Linked DNA regions of Mus musculus: region 2 is linked to region 1. Evidence: chromatin contacts called from public Hi-C data. All regions are on one chromosome and are shown on one strand. Each heading gives the region's core, a stretch centred on a gene start, on an enhancer-like site or on the middle of the called end of the contact. The rest is flanking DNA. Distances are from core to core; before and after follow the strand shown.

Region 1 (2,700 bases), core at 69-2,568:
GGTGGGGGTGGGGACATCCTCTTGGAGATGGGGCTGAGGGGGTAGGTATGAAATGTGGAACAGTCAGAGGTTGGACCAGGGGTGGGATAAAGACTGAATTGTAGAAAAAGTTTAAAGAATTTAGAAAGAAAAGAAAGTTACTGTAAGCTCATATCTTTTTCAATCTGAAATAATTCTATCCAATCAAATTTCATTGTATATAATTGATGCACTGAATAAATAACTGAAAATAAATTCTCGCATTCAAATTTATTGTCAAATGTATTAGTATTATTTATATATTAATTTAACAATTTGTGCAGAAAAAATAAACAATAAAATTAGGAATTTCAGTGACTTGTTGTGCTGTCTGTCCAGGACCAAAAGGGGAGTACCTATTTACCCTTCTCTCTGGTGAAGGAGTTGTTTATGTTCAAACCCTACTCACACTTGGGACCTGAAGACCCCAACTGTCTGCATGACTCAGGCAGATGGCATTTCCATGCAGCCTCCTGAAAACTGGCACCCAGGCTTAGCTGACTCATCCTCAAGCACAAAAGGTTTGTTTCTGAGGGCATTGCTCCCATAACAATGTGCCAGCTATGCCCAGGCAGGTTACCTTTGGAAAAATACAATCCCATAGGCAGTAAATGACCCTATACAAGTGCCAGCAGCTGACCCTTTTACTAAATGGTGTCAGCCTCTGCCAAATAACCTGGCATGTCCATTGTAGCCAAGTGTTACCCTTTGTTTCTCCACAATGATTATAAAGTTAGGCTCCCATTTTATTTCTGCATTCAGTTATATTCACCAGTTGTCATTTTGTTACACATTGTGAAGGTGTGATTTACATCCTAATGTTAAAATGTATTACGATATATTTTTATAACTACTTTTAATTTGCTATTCAGAAAATCATTAGTTCAGCCATGCATTTCTCCACTCCATCAGCCATCAAAGGAAACTAGAAAATTACTTTTGTGAGACTATAACTCATTTGTTAAATAAGCCTTGAAATCAAGGAAATTGTCACATGTTTCAAGGGTGTGTGTGTGTGTGTGTGTGTGTGTGTGTGCGTGTGTGTGTGTGATCTATTTGGGAAGGAGGAAACTATCTTTCAAAATCTGTAAGGATACATGTAGTCAAAATTAACTATCTCTTCTAGCTCTTTGTGTTAGAATGTGTGAAAACATCATCTTGAAAATGAACAGCCTTGGAGCCAGTTTATGAATTGCATTCACTCACGCCAATACCAATTACAAAGAGAACAGACTACCCTGTCTTTCTTCCTGGTGCTGCTTTTACTTAAATAGTGATGCAGGTGGAAAGATGCCAGCCTTCCTGCCCTGGGGCTTGTTTGGTGCACTCACAGATGTCTGGCTCTGATTACAAGCACATACAGCAGCTCCAATGGCAGCTTTAGCCTGTGAAATTCATTGACATCACAGTGAAGCATAAGAGTTAGAATGATCAGTGGAAACAGGTTTGGGATGGGTTTTTGCTAATGTAAAAATAGATCTTAATAACAGCTTCCCTCAGAAGATCCTTGGGAAAAGGATCTATTCATCACTGGAACACATTTGGGTAGCAGAAAAATGACAGAAAGTATCAGAAGAATGATCGTGAATGGCAACAGAGAAAAGATTCCCATAAACTGATGCTGATGGGGAGTGATCTTGACACATATGCTAATTTTACAGATAACTGAAGCTTAACTTTCTAAGCACTACAATTAACCATTCTTGTAGAAATATTTCTAAAATGTATTACACACATCTATGCATTCTAAACGGGAATGACTTTGATGTAATTTTAGCTTTCCATTAAGTCTCAAAGTATCTCTCTATAAGGATGTCAGTCTGTTCCGTAATGCGGTTATGCCAGATGGAAACCTCAGCAGGAAGTTGTAGTGAGGGGAACATTCAACTGGTTCTAAGCTTTTCCGTTATATCCAATGTAGCTTTTACCATTTTGTCTCTACCTAATAAGGATTTATTCTAACTTACTGTTACATTTAATTCTAAACTCTGAGAAACAAGATAGCAAGCACTATATATATTTCCATTTTTTTCCCTGTCTTTGTGGGGTTGGGGTTGAACTCAGGCCCTTGAACTTGTAAACCAAGCATTCTTCTCTCGAGCTAGAATCATAGCTGCAGTAGCCCTATAAGGAAATCTTAATTACTAATTTACATTAGTGAAGGTCTAATGTTTTCTGAGAGTATTATGAGTGCATTCTATTTTGTAATTACACATCATATGCTTATTGTGTTTTTCATCTTTTCCAGATTTTAAAAATAAAATGAAAGAGAACCTAGATTTAAACAGCAAACTCAGATACATGAAAATGTAAGTTTTCAAATGTCAGGGTTTCACAATGGGTCGCAAATATGATTTAAAAATATATAGTCCTATGATCAAACTGAAAATAGGCGATAGTGCTCATATTCAAAAGATGAATTAAATAAAACTCAAATCATAGGAACTCTCCTTAAGTATAGTAATTAGTAGTGCAAAGACTTGAAATTCTGTTTCTAAGAATTTAATAACAGATTTATTTCATTATATTACATTCTCTCCTTGACTGCCATTGTCTTTCCCTTGTCTCTTCCTCTCACAGAACACATACAAGGAAGTGCAGAAACTGGTTCCAAAGAGATTAATTGAGTGGTACCAAAGGGAGCAATCATACAGGGTGGCAGTGCTTGGGAGAGCTGATATG
Region 2 (2,735 bases), core at 79-2,578, 1.6 Mb after region 1:
TCTCCGGGGTCCAGGATCGCAGGGTGGCTGCGGCAAGCTAGGGCCCAGAGCGTGCGCTAAGGAAGTCCCCGGCGCCCGCTTCCAGCCTCCCGCCAAGCCCGCAGGCTTTGGGGTCGCCTAGACGCTGTCGCAGGTAACCACGCGCGTCCCTCCAGCTGCACAGCGCCAGGCCCCGGGGCGAAGGCTCCCACCTTCCGGCTTGCCAACTCCAGCGGCTCGCTCTGCACTCGTGACGTAACCCGGCATTCGATCAAACTTTCTGGCACCTTAAGCCCACTGGGGGGGAAAGGAGGGTGCCCGAGCTGGGAGAATCCTTTCCAGGGCCAAGCGCGATGGGCCTAGACCGACTTGGCGGTGTGTGTGTGGGGGGGGGGGGGGTCACCTAACAGTTATCTCGCAGTTAAAAAGAACATTAAACCCTAAAGCTTCCGCTTTCCACTCACCCATCCCTCCAACCCCCCTTTGCTTCCCTCTAACCGGTACGCGCTCTCTCTATGCGCGCAAGGAGGTAAAAGAAGGCATTATGTTTAAGTAAAAATTTTAAAATTAAAAAAAAAAGAAAACTTTGATGCTATCTATCAGGATCCCGGCCTCAGCCCCGCGCCCCCCAGGCTCCAGGGAGGACCTCTTGGCAGTACGCACCCGAGGCTACCAGCACCCAAGCTCTAAGCCGGGATCCGGAGGTGCGGGCCAATCTCCCCGACTGGGAAGCGATGGCCCGGGTCCGGGGCTCCCGCCCATTCCCGTGTCTTCCCCGCACCCGGTCGGAGGCAGCGGCTCCGCGCAGCCCTGGGGATTGCTAGCAGCCGCCGGCCCTGCCGCCCTGGCTTAACAAAGAGCGGCGCGGAGCGAGCGCTTCCCGCCGGCGCCGGGCGGCCAGCGGCGTCTGGCGACGCAGGCTCCGAGGGCGCGCGCTGCCTGCGGCTGGTGCGCGCCGCTCCCGGCCGCCGTGTCCCCTGCTCCCGGCCCAGGCCCGCGGAGCCCGAGCTTTTGGCGCCCCCGCCCCGGCCACCTTACCTGGGGTTGCTGCTGTTCCAGTAGACGGCGTAGCGGTCGGCGACGACTTTGGAGCCCGGGTCCTGGCTGAACACACACATCCAGAGCACCAGAAAGAGCAGCGTCAACATCTCCACGTGCAACATCACGCCTAGCCAGCGGCGGAGCCCCCGACGCGCCACTCCGGGGAGAGATCGGGGATCCAGGGGGAGGGAGGGAGAGGGGCAGACGAAGAGAGCGGACGCCAAATAAATAGGAATAAATACGATGAAGGGGCGAGAGGCGCGCGGCGAGCGCGGGAGGAAGAGGAAGAGGAGAGAGAGAAGAAGGAGGCAGTGGCTGGGGCGGGGGGACAAACTCGCACCCCCACTGAAGGGCTCGGGAGGGGAGAAGAATCACAAGACGGAGAGACGCGTGCGTGTGTGCGGTGGCGGCGGCGAGGGCGGGGGTAGGGGTGCGGAGCTGTGTCTCGGGCGGCGGCTGCAAGCCGGTCACCCCGGGAGAGGGAGGTGCGTGCGGGGCCGGGCGGCGGCAGCGCGGGTCGGGGCAGGCGGCGGCGCGCGCTGCACAGTCACGGGGAGTTGAGCGCCGCGGCTGCGGGGAGACATACACCGGCCCGCCGGGCCCGGCTCAGTGTCGGCGCCGCGGTCTGCACGGGCTTCCTCCGCCGCGCTGGGCCCTCACCGTGCGCCCCGCTTTGTTCCAAGTTACTTTGGCGGCCGGAGAGAAACTGCAGGAGGAGGGCGCTGTGTGGAGGGGGGCGGGGGGGGGGGCGTCCTCACACTGGTGTCCCCAGGAGGCTGGAAGCAGTCCGGAGCCTCCCTTCTGTGCCTTGGCCAGGCGACCCCCCGCAAGGCTCGCAGGAGTCCTGTGGACTGCGGTACCCGGAGGTGCGCAGAGAAGAGTGGCGATCTGGATCCGCAAGCCCGGCTCTGCCGGAGTCCTGGAACTGCCCAAAGCCGCAGCCGAGCGCTCAGGCGAGGAGAGGAGGAGCGGGTCTTGCTTCGGAAAAGGCTCCAAGAAAAGTTTGGCTCTTCACGTCTTCCAGCAGGTCCCCAAAGGAGTCCGACCGCAGAGGCAGAGCGAGATGGCACCCCCGGGCGCTGGCTGAGTCGGGGATTTCTCCTGCTAGCTTGTCTTGGCCGGGTGTGGGTGCCGCGGAGTGAATGAAGAGCAGAGGTTGTGAACCAGCCAGCCAGGCGGGGCCGGGATGCCCAAACCTGCAGGGCGACGCCAAGCCAACTGCCGGGCTGAGAAGCGAGAGGGGAAACAATCACTTTCGGATGGAGCCCTCCAAGTCCGGGATGGGCTGATGACAGTCTCCGTTCGCCTTCCGGGAGAGAGGCTGAACCCCCGCACGGCGTGCCCAGAGCCCCGGGGGGGAGCTCTCAGAAGTGTCCCTGGGACTCGGACCTCTCCGGCCCCAACCCCAGCAACTTGTAGAGATTCATCAATCAGTTTGAAACCGGGAGGGAAAAAGGGAGAGGGAGCACACGCGAGCTGCTGGCACCTCCCCGATGACTACATCAGAAAACCTTCCCGATCCGGAGCTGCCTCCTCCTTCCCTCCTTAGGCACAGCAGTAACGAGAGGTGAAAGCCACCGACCGAATCCTAAAACCTCTGCCCAGGCGGGAAAATAAACTTGAGTGCAGCGGCGCGAGCAGCCTGGAGAGGTTGGGAAGACTGGCGAGAAGTAGAAAGGAGGGGAAAAGTCAGTTTTGCAAAAGAGGAGGGAAAA

The links. A called contact is a pair of places that touch in the nucleus more often than the background predicts.
Region 2: a contact with region 1 is called in a Hi-C map of the N1E-115 cell line, with 18 times the contacts expected there. The contact joins the promoter of Efna5 here to the enhancer-like site in region 1. A contact is called at or near these places in 5 of 39 promoter capture datasets (the 3T3-L1 cell line, cranial neural crest, frontonasal cranial neural crest and 1 more), 6 of 484 Hi-C or Micro-C datasets (the N1E-115 cell line, cardiomyocytes and uterus) and 5 of 115 datasets of contacts at active chromatin or transcription factors (astrocytes, embryonic forebrain, embryonic hindbrain and 2 more).

What each region holds. Positions count from the first base shown.
Region 1 is chr17:61,300,848-61,303,547 of GRCm38.p6, forward strand. No RefSeq gene overlaps it. Among named protein-coding and RNA genes, the nearest start is that of Gm34038, 180 kb to the right of the region's middle. Within about 2 kb of position 1,319, at least 24 of the 459 cell types and tissues checked have an H3K27ac peak or open chromatin away from gene starts, as enhancers often do. A contact at or near this core is called in the N1E-115 cell line and astrocytes, where this site is marked.
Region 2 is chr17:62,879,989-62,882,723 of GRCm38.p6, forward strand. It overlaps Efna5 (ephrin A5), which reads right to left and starts at 1,329. Exons shown (of 5, transcript NM_207654.2): 1 at 1,018-1,329. The coding sequence starts at 1,142.